2 separate regions of the Rattus norvegicus genome follow, and region 2 is linked to region 1. A link is a contact called in public Hi-C data. All regions are on one chromosome and are shown on one strand. The core of a region is the stretch at or near the end of the contact, and the rest is flanking DNA. Distances in the headings are between cores, read along the strand shown. Region 1 has its middle 43 kb from the start of Cd180. Region 2 holds the start of Pik3r1 (phosphoinositide-3-kinase regulatory subunit 1).

Evidence for each region. A called contact is a pair of places that touch in the nucleus more often than the background predicts.
Region 2: a Hi-C map of Schwann cells shows a contact between it and region 1, with 10 times the contacts expected there. The contact joins the promoter of Pik3r1 here to the enhancer-like site in region 1. A contact is called at or near these places in 4 of 12 Hi-C or Micro-C datasets (Schwann cells, frontal cortex and liver) and 1 of 1 datasets of contacts at active chromatin or transcription factors (oligodendrocytes).

The regions. Positions count from the first base shown.
Region 1 is chr2:35,544,337-35,549,016 of GRCr8, reverse strand. No RefSeq gene overlaps it. Among named protein-coding and RNA genes, the nearest start is that of Cd180, 43 kb to the left of the region's middle. Within about 2 kb of position 2,471, at least 17 of the 93 cell types and tissues checked have an H3K27ac peak or open chromatin away from gene starts, as enhancers often do. A contact at or near this core is called in Schwann cells, where this site is marked.
Region 2 is chr2:34,695,875-34,701,104 of GRCr8, reverse strand. Pik3r1 (phosphoinositide-3-kinase regulatory subunit 1) reads left to right here and starts at 3,445. Exons shown (of 16, transcript NM_013005.2): 1 at 3,445-3,639. LOC134485588 (histidine-rich glycoprotein-like) reads left to right here. Exons shown (of 5, transcript XR_010063724.1): 4 at 1-1,806; 5 at 1,910-2,048.

The sequences.
Region 1 (4,680 bases), core at 1,222-3,721:
TATCTCTTCCTCCCTATATCTATTTTTCTACAAGTACACAGTTTCGATTCCAATGGAATTACTTAAATATCACAGTTCTTGGGTCACAAATAGGAAAAGAAGACTTTGGAAATGAAAAGTATGGCGGGCAACCGGTTTGGCACTGGAGACAGAAATCACATCATTTTTGTACCCTGTGCCCCTGGAAAAGGCATACGGTCATTCACCAGCTGGTTTACAGTAGAGGCAAAGCCAGAGTTCAGGCTTTTGAGTCCCTTCTCAGGGTCTTTCCAGATACTACACTGCCCTTCCTGAATGGCCTTTCTGCTGAACTGGAGGTCAGTGAGCTTTCCTCATGTGAGGGCCCAGGCACTAAACAATCAGGGCTTTGCAGGCAGCGCCGCTCTGGGGCAGCTACTCACCTCTGCGTGGAGTGAAGTCGGGTGTGGGAGACTAATGTGAACGATCAGGAACACGCTCTGAAAAGACGCAGTCCTAAACACAGGAGAGGCCCTGACTTTGGCCAGTGGGTCACCCTTTGTCGGTCCAAGTTTCATAGCAACATACGGCAAATTCCGCTTGGTGATCACCCAGGGGCCATTGGATCTTAGAGAATTAAAGTCTCCAGCCTGACGCTGAGAGTTGCTATGACATGGCGGTCCCCGCAGGACCGGGCTTCCTTCCAGGTTTTCATATGCACAGACTCCGAGTCAGCATCCAGGAGAGGGGGCCTGGCCCACTCTAGTTTCCAGAAGGAATCGAAAATTCTCTTCCTGTGCAGATAAAGGAACAATTATACCACAGGGGACTTACTGGAAAGTAAAGCAGGCTCACCAGGAAGCAGCAGGAATCTGCTTCTCAGTCATATTCTCTGCAGTCTGGCCCAGAGTCTGCCAGACCCGGAAAGGTCAGCTGGGATCACTGGCAGACTTGGAAAACTTCCAGAACCTTCGCTCGTGGGATGACGCACGGGGGTTTGTCAATTTCCGTGGCCCACTCAGGACTTCCCGTGGCTCATCCAGCTATCTTATCCTCTTCAGGTTCAAGCACACGGGTCTCTATAGTTTTATCCTCTGCTGTTCTGTCAAAGCTACGCCATTTACTGTGTACAAATGTGACTTTTGAGTCCTTTACCCCATGCTTTCTTTGCGGATTTCTTGTCGACGTTTGAGAAAGTAAAAAGCAATTGTCTTTTACAGAGAAGGTCAAAGCTAGGAGTTTGGGCGAAACCCAATGTCTATTGCAATGGGACTGGATGTTTATCTGTGTGCTTATGCATACGCATGCGTGCAGAAAGTTATGCATGAACCTCAGCTTGCCTGTTAAATTAGGTCACCTTTTCCAAAACCTCCACTTAGGGAGGGCCCTTTCAGCAGCTTGGGGGCTCCTAAATAGACGAGTGACTGCATCCTGCCTTGTTAATGTCGTCCCCAGGCATCTTTCCCTCTCCTTCTCTTTCATTTCTACCATGTAACATTATCGCGTGGCCTGTTTCAAATTTCTAAGGGACAAGGGCTTACAGAAGCTGGATGGCACTTTCAATGGGTTTAGTTATCTAAATCTTAAAACCTATATTCCATGCTCACCTGCCTCAGTTCTGGAGTGTCCACACCTGTCGTTGCACACGAGTTTCTAGTGTAACCAAGCCTTTGGAGTGGAAGTGGTTTTGGGAGAGAGAGGGGAAGAGTTGAAGTTATTGTTTTTCCCACGTAGCATTTTTTCCCCTGGGGATAGGAAGGCCGGGACTCGTGTGAGGCTGCAGAACCCAGAAGGGAAAAAGAAAAGAATATTTGATTATTTCTTCATAAACAACCAATTCCTTTAGCACCTGGCTGTGGTGCCTGCTGCTGTGAGGGGGATATCAGTGGCTTTAATATTCCTTTCATGGTGTCTTGGAATCAGTTTGTCTGCTATACCCAGCTCTGTGGCTTTCAGACCAGAGCCAGCCCTAAAAAAACCACGGCAGATGTAAAAGGAAAGTTTAGTCAGAATGCTTTCAGTTAAAGCCTGCTTCAGCAATTCTCCTGTCCCCATGGGGTTTCTGCACACAACTCTAGCCAGTCCCTTTCCCCAAGTCCCTGGATGAGGGACATATCCCTAAGTGTGCATGTAGGTGCTACTGTTCTTACATGAAGACATTTTGTAAAAAAGTTTTTAATGGTCTAATTTTGCTTGAATTGCCATTATTTTCAGTAGCATCATTGGCAAAGAACAACTCTTGAATATTAAGTAGAAGAAAAGAGGAAAAAATAACAAAGGAGAAACAAAAATCTCAAGCAGAATCTGGACAAGGAAGCTGAAGTTGGGCTGGGTGTAGGAATTCGATGCGGCTCATTACCACAAGGTGGCGCTATGAAAACACCGCATTTTCAAATCCCGGAAAAAAAAAAAAAAAAAAAAAAGACAAAAAAAGGGAAAACAAAATGAAAGAGCCTTTCATGCAGAAAATAGTCTGTGTCAAGAGCAGAACAAGCAAAGCCATGCTCCAGCAATGCCTGTGTAGTCTGCCGTATGCATGTGGGTCCCGGCTGGAACCATTTTAAGGGGTAATGTTATAGGGAGAGGAAATTGGTATTTTGGGGTGGGGGAGAGGGCAGTCGTTTTATAATTGATACTTTTGTAATTCAAACGAGCTTTAACACTTGTTAAATTTTTACACTGACTATTAAGTGCATTTCATCTCCCTGGCATCTTTGAAAGTGTGACATTTTAGACATCAGAATGATAGGCTAGGCTTACTACTCCTCAACCCACTTCTATTCTACATTGAGAGCTCACACACTGGGGACATTTATTTAAAAACAATTAGTGTCCCATTAAAGGGAACATGAAGCCTGGGGGTCACAGATGTTCTCGGCTGCTTTGGGAAATCGTCGTGTAGGAAGTTGGTAAATTAATACTCTGTGGAAAAATAGTTCTGTCCTTTAGACATGTTGTCTATTATGTGACTCCCTGATGTCAGTGCCACCGTTATTACCAGTTGACCACAGTCATGGTTGAGTGTTCTGTACGTGCATAAGGTATCCGTTTACTGATAGCAAGATGAAAAGCTGGTATTTCACAAGTTTGTACACACAAGATGGGGTGTTGCTACAATGGCTCAGATAATCTCGCTCCTGAAGGCAGGAGTGGGAAGTTGTCAAGCAGAGAAGCCCAGGGATTTGCATTGCTGACCTCACCCCCAGAGCAGCTCTCTAGATCAGGAGGTGTGAGAGCATCTCCATTCCTACCACGAGGTCCCAAGAACTAACTCACTCACCAGTGCTTTGGATGCTACTAAATGCCTACACATTGCACTTTGAATTTAGATAAAGATCTAATAAAATATTGTGAATTACTTTAAAGGAGAAAAGGAAAGAGACTGGGGCCATATAGAGAGCTGTGTGTGTGTGTGTGTGTGTGTGTGTGTGTGTGTGTATGTGGGTATGTGTGTCTAAGTGTGTATTTAAGCTGGAAGTATTTTGTTGTTGTTGTTGTTGTGTGATGGAGCCTCACTCTGTTGCTCAGGCTTGTCTTGAGTTCATGAGTCCTAATGGTCTTCAGGATTCAACATGCCACGTATTTGGGACTGCAGCCCAGCACCACTGCATCTGACTTTGAGCCAGGTTTGAACCCAGGGCCTCCAGCACACACTCTACCATCGAGTTATACCCGGAGGGCGTGTGTAGTTCTTTTTTCCTTCTTTTATATCATTCTCATCACTTTGTAAGTCAAGCTGTCATATTTTCCCATCATCCACACAGCAGGAGACCAGGGGAAGGTCCCTGATTTTCCCCAGTTAGAAGGAAAACCATACAGGTTGCCGATAAAAATTGTGGCTGGACTGACTCCTGGCTGACTCAATTACAGAGGCATTGCTCCAGATGTAAATACAACTCATGATATAAAAATGAACCAGTCCCTACTTGGGAAAAAGATGCTAATTAAAATATGAACCTCTGAGGAATGCCTTATTTAGATACCCGATGTGTTAACTAAATCTGAGCCTGAAGCAGTATAAACAGCCATTACTACCATACTACTATGAATTGTTTTGAAGTAGTTAACAGAAATAGTTATTATTAGACTTTTTAGCTGAATCAGATGTCTATTAACTTGTAGAAAGGGTATGTAGAAGGAAAGAGGTGTGTGTGTGTGTCAGAGAGAGAGAGAGAGAGAGAGAGAGAGAGAGAAGGGTGTGTGAAGGAAGTAAGGTTTCCAATCTACCCCTCTTACATTGGACCAAGACAATAGTTATCTCTGTTCCACACATACATTTTTTCTTGTTTGGACAATTCATCACATTATACTTAAAATGTCCAGATAATTTGATGATGTTTTAAAAATTAAGATTCCATGTATCCTATGGCAATTAGAATTAAAACTTAGAGGACAGTTGAGAAGATGAGGTATTCTGGAGCAAACCATCACAAAAGAACCCAATTCCTAACTTGATTTAAAAAAAAAAGCAAATGATCTGATTCCCTTATGAGGAATCTTGAATTACTTGGAGGCTGATTCATATTGAAGTCAACCATAACCCCAGCTCTCATGAGGCTGAAGCAGGAAGATTGCTGCGAGTTTAGGGCCAGCCTGGCCTACAGAGGAGGGCCTGGTCTCAAAGACAAACAGCAAAATTCTAAACATCCAAACCCAAAATGCCCCTCGAAAAACCCAAAAAGTAGGGAAGTAACCAAGAACATTTAAAGAATTAATTATGCC
Region 2 (5,230 bases), core at 2,196-4,695, 850 kb after region 1:
CTGGTATCCCTGTTGGAAATTTCACGTCTTCTGACGTTTTTAGGCAATAACCAAAGCCAACAGCATGACAAGGATTGGTTGTGTTGTGCATGCCGTTTGTTTGTTTGCTTGTTTGTCAGTTTGACACGAGGTAGAGTCTTCTGTGAAGAGAGCTTCTCAATTGACAAAGACCTTTGATTATATTGGCTAGTAGGCAAAACTGGGGGTTATTTATTTATTTATGATTGATGTGGAAGGGTGCAGCCCACTGTGGGTGATGTCACCCCTGGTGAGATGATCCTGGATTGTACGAAAAGGAAAGCTGAGGAGCAGGAACTGAAGCAGAGGTCATGGAGGAATCCTGCTTGGTCTTTCCTCCATGATGGACTGTGGGCTGTAAAAGGAAGTAAGCCCTTCCCTTGCCTCCGAAAGTTGCTTTTGGTGATGGTCTTTCTCCCACCAATAGAAAGCAAACTAGAACACTGTGTCTGTATGACATCTGAGCATTTTACTGGGGTGAGTTTCAGTATGTCCTAGAAGGCCCAGGGTAATCATTCTCAACCCCCAGCATACAAATGGCTTGGAAAGTTTCCTAAAATACCACCCCCCCGCCCCCTTATACTCCAGTCTGACGTTTTTGGTTTAGGGAAGACAGATAACTTATATTCCAGTAAATTCCAATGAGATTCTCATAGTACTGGCTATCTGGAGGTTTTGTAGAAATGAAGGGAAAGCTCGTGGCACAGGGGCCCCCTTTGTCTTATGATATCAGTCTCTTGCTTTAGAACAGTTACCTTTTGTGTTTCCAGATAAGATTTTGCTCAGGAAAAGGTTACCAAAAAACCACAAGCTTAAGGCTAGAAACTTGTCACGCAAGGGTAAGTACCTGAGTTCAGATCCCTAGCTATCATATAAATGCTGCGTGGGCATGGGGGCTCGACTGTAAATCCCAACCTACAATGTGCAGAGGCAGAAAAATCTTTGGCACAAACTGGCTAACTTTACTGTCTGATAGGGTGCTTCAGGTTCACGTGGGAGACCCTGCCTCAGTACATCATGTGGAGAGTGAAGAAGACTCCATTGTTAAGTCTATGTGTGTGCCCGCACATCATGTCTACACGTGAAATAGTGAAATATATACATATATATATATATGCGCACATAGGCACCCACTCCAAGTATAAATATTCTTATTGTTTTGCTATTGCTTTTAATATGTAAAATATATGGGAAACGGAAACAAAATATCATACCAGTGATGGGTGGGAAGGTATCAGTTTGATACAAGTGAAACAGATGGATCATTTGGTGCCTTTGTATGGAAAATTTATTTTCATTTCACGTGACCCTCTTTGGACATATTTGTGTGTTGTGTTCAATTATAATGAAAAAAAAAGTCACAGAAAGTGTGAGTGCATGATCAATTGCTGAGGACTTTTCTGTAAGGGGAGGTGCGATTGGGGATTATACACTGTTTTATGGCTGAATAGTAAACTCTGTTGGAGCCTCTTTCCAAGACTCTAGTGAGCACCGAGGGAGGAGAGAGCTAGAAATGCTTGTGTTTTCAGCTTCTTCAGAGGAGAGGGAAACTAAGGAAACCATTTGTGAACGTTTTGTTACTTTAGTCTTCTTGGTTTGGATTGGGTCCAAGGACTTCTACCACAGGAAACGCACTATTGCCTTCTCCCAGTAGGTTCATCGTTTCACAGACTGCAAAGAACGTACCCTGCTATCTTGGGTTCTAATTGCCATGACTGAATATTCTGACTGAAGCAACTTAGAGGAGAAAACGTTTAACTCGCAGTTCAGAGTAGTCTACCATCGTGGGTAAGTCAAGGCCACCGGAACTTGAATGAGTTGTTCACCTTATGGCCTCGATCAGAAAATGCTTGCATGCATGGTACTCACTTTGCTTTCTTCATTCGTACAGAACAGAATTTCCTGTCCAGGGAGTGATTCTACTCACAGTTAAGATGGATCTCCCTTCACCAATTAGCATAATATTTAGGGAGATTCTATAAAGACTGGGCTGGCTTGAACTTGAGACTATGGCCCCGGCTTCAAAGGACTGGGATTACAGGTGTTTGTCACCACATCCTGAATGGTAGGCCAATTCTTAAATGTGATGTGGGTGGCACACTGCTTTTTTTTTTTTTTTTTTTTTTTTGGTCTTTAATAGATACCAAGGTTAACAGAAACATTAACACCTCAATGGTGTGCTGAGATCTCTGTGGTTAGAATGGGAGTCACTTTTAAACCTGATTGCATTTGCTAAACATAAACTCTGAATTTCATTTTCCCTCCCTCTACTCCCAAAACTCACAGTGATATACTATCAAATTTAGAATTTGGTAATAGACTAAGTACTTGGTTAAGGAAAAGAAGTATTGTCAGAACACTGGAGAATAGATGCGAAAGGGAACTTTTGGGCAAGAAGGGTGGGTGGCTATAGGTTACTGAGCTACAAAATAAGCCATGTTTTGGGAGCAAATCTTTAAAAGTCCATGAGGTTCTGAACGTTTTTATGAGGACAAAACATGGGCTAGCATCTTTTCTTATCAAGGAGAGGTTGAGTCAATATCACTTTTTTTCTTGAGCAGCTTCCATAGTGGTTTCTACTCCAAGGATCTATATTTTTACATTTAAGAAACATGGACTTCATTTGAGCTTCTCCAGCCTATCGGAAGCATGAGAAGGCGGTGGACTGGCTCAATGACCTACATTGGCTCTGCCTTGCAAAGACTGCCAGAGATCATCCGGTGAGTCCTCCTCACAGAACTCTCTTTCTCCTCTAGGTCCCGCCTTGGTTCCTGGAGGCAGCGGTGCCAGGCGGCTGCAGGCTGCGGGCACTCGTTGCTCCAGCTCACCCTTTCACCCCTCCTTCACCCCGGGAGTGCCACGCCGGGTGGCGCGGTTTTTCTGACCACTAGGGAAGCTGGGCAGGCGAGGCCAGGAATTACAGGGCCTCCCCGCTTTGGCGAGCCCTAGTATCTGCATCCTCCTGAAGCCAGCCACTGTGCTCTAGCGGATTCGAAAGAAGCAGGGTCTCGCAGGCAGCAAGTCGGGCCCCAGGGAGGCCTGAACTATTTCCCACCTCTCCCAATCCCCATTTGAACTTCCAGCTTCGGGCCTGGGAGACGCCCCGCAGCCGAGCCAGCCTCCAGCGCGCAGAGTTAGAGCGCTCCGTAGCGGAGGGCGAGCGGTCCAGTCGCCCGGGGCATCCCCGTGCCGGGGGCGGAGGCGAGGGCAGCGGGGGGCGGGGGGCGGGATAGGGTCTGCAGCACGGAGTGTAGCGGCTGGACCCTTGTAGCCCGCCCGGAGACTGGCAGAGGCGGAGGGCGCGGCTCGGGCGCCGGGGGCGGGGTCTCTGGTGCTGATTGGTGCGTATCTGGGGGCGGGGCGTAGGGGCGGGCTCGGGGTGGGGCTGGCGCCAGGCGCTGGAGCTGCGGGCTCAGGGCGAGGAGTAGCTAGCAGCTGGAGCCGAGTTGGAGGAAGCAGCGGCAACGGCAGCGGCAGCAGCGAGGACGGCTGTGCAGCCAAGGAACCGGGACAGCTAAGCAACGGCCGGTCGTAGCTGGATCGAAGGAACCTGGGAGCTGGGAGCTTGAGAGGCCGCTGAAGCCCTGGCCGGGCAGAGGAAGGAAGCGAGCCGACCCGGAGGTAGGCGGCGGCGGCGGGTCCCGGTGTGCCCGGGAGGGGGAAGCGGTGCGAACGCGCACGGCTGCTGCTCTTCCTGTCACAGCAGCCACTTCTGCTGGCGAGCCACTCAAGGGGAAGCGAGCCGGCTGCCAGCTCCTAGTCGCCAGCATCTCCCGGCCACTGGGAAGCCTTCTCGGGCCAGTAACCAGCTTGTATGGTCGCGGCCACCTCCTGCTTTCATTTCCTCCGTGCTACCCCGGGCCGGCTCTGCTAGTCGCCGGGCGCGTTCTGTCCCGGAGTTGCCAGCGGTCGCCGGCTCCCCTCCTCCTCCGTCACCTCGCGCTTCCGAGGGTCTCCGATCGCCCTGCAGGTTTCTGAAGCCGGGAGCGCGCGAGGAGGGCGCCTGGAACGCTGCCTTTGCGTTAGCGCGGCATACCCTCCCAGGCCCGGCAGTCGCAGCCCGGGTCTCCGGCTGGGCTGGGCCACAGTGGTCCCCGGAGCTCGCCCCCAGCCCCCGCCCTCCGAAGTTTGCCTCCCTCCTCTTCCGGGGTGGGGGAAGTGCGCCTCGGGGCGGCCGGTGGCTGGGGCTCTAGCTTGGCGTCTGGCGCCCGCCGGGCTTGGGCAGGTTGCTGGAGGCATAATGAGTGGGATCCTGGCACCGCCCGGAAATCCAGCTTTTCCTAACGCGGGGCGACCCTGGAAGGACCTGCCCAGCAATAAGCTGCCGGCCAGGGAGAACCGGCCCGCGTGCAAGCCGGAGCTAAAATATCTGGGGGAATTGTCTGCAAGCCACTTCCTTCCCAAAGGCAGAAACTGCCCGGCAGATCACGAGACAAAGAGAATAGAAACGCTCTGGCCAGGCACGCATGTACAGAAATGCATTTTGGTAACCAGCTTTCGCGCACAATAACGCAAGGGTGTGAGCGGAGTGGCTGTGACATGTTGAATGCTGTGTGCCGGCACTGGATTCAGGGGAATTCTGCTCCCGGCGCTGGTAATACTGGAAAGGTCTCACTTCCACCGTTAATTCTTGAAGGAGCTGCAGGCTCTATTGGTGTATTGGTGTGAATTTATGCTTTATTTCGGGGTTTGATGATTTTAGGACTTAATTCCCCCCCCCCTTTCTTTCCCTCTCTTTTCCTTTGTCAGACAGTGTGAAATAGGAAAGGATGAAGCAGTTCCGGGTTTTGAGTGTAGCATGAGATTGTCATTTCAGTGAGATCGAGTTTCAAGTTTTAGGTGGTAGGGTTACTCACAAAGCTGATTGACCTAGGCTCTTTGTGCAAGCCTATCTTAATATTTCATTAGCTTGTGTTCCATGTTGAGCACTTGAAAGATGGTAAATTATGAGCTGAGAAAGCTTGTAGTAGGCAGATGGGTTTATTTCTGCCACAGATAGCAGATTCGTAGATTTCTAAAGTAGATATCATTAAGACTTCAGGGCCTTTTGCACAGGTGAGAAGTTCATGCAGCTTTTGTCACTGAGCAAAAGCCCCCCCCCTCTCCCCCCTTCTCTCTTTCCCTCCCTCCCTCTTTCTCTCCCTCCCTCCCTCTCCAGTTGCACACAAGTAGATCATTTTCTTAGGCACACAAGTTGCTTAAACTTTGGAAA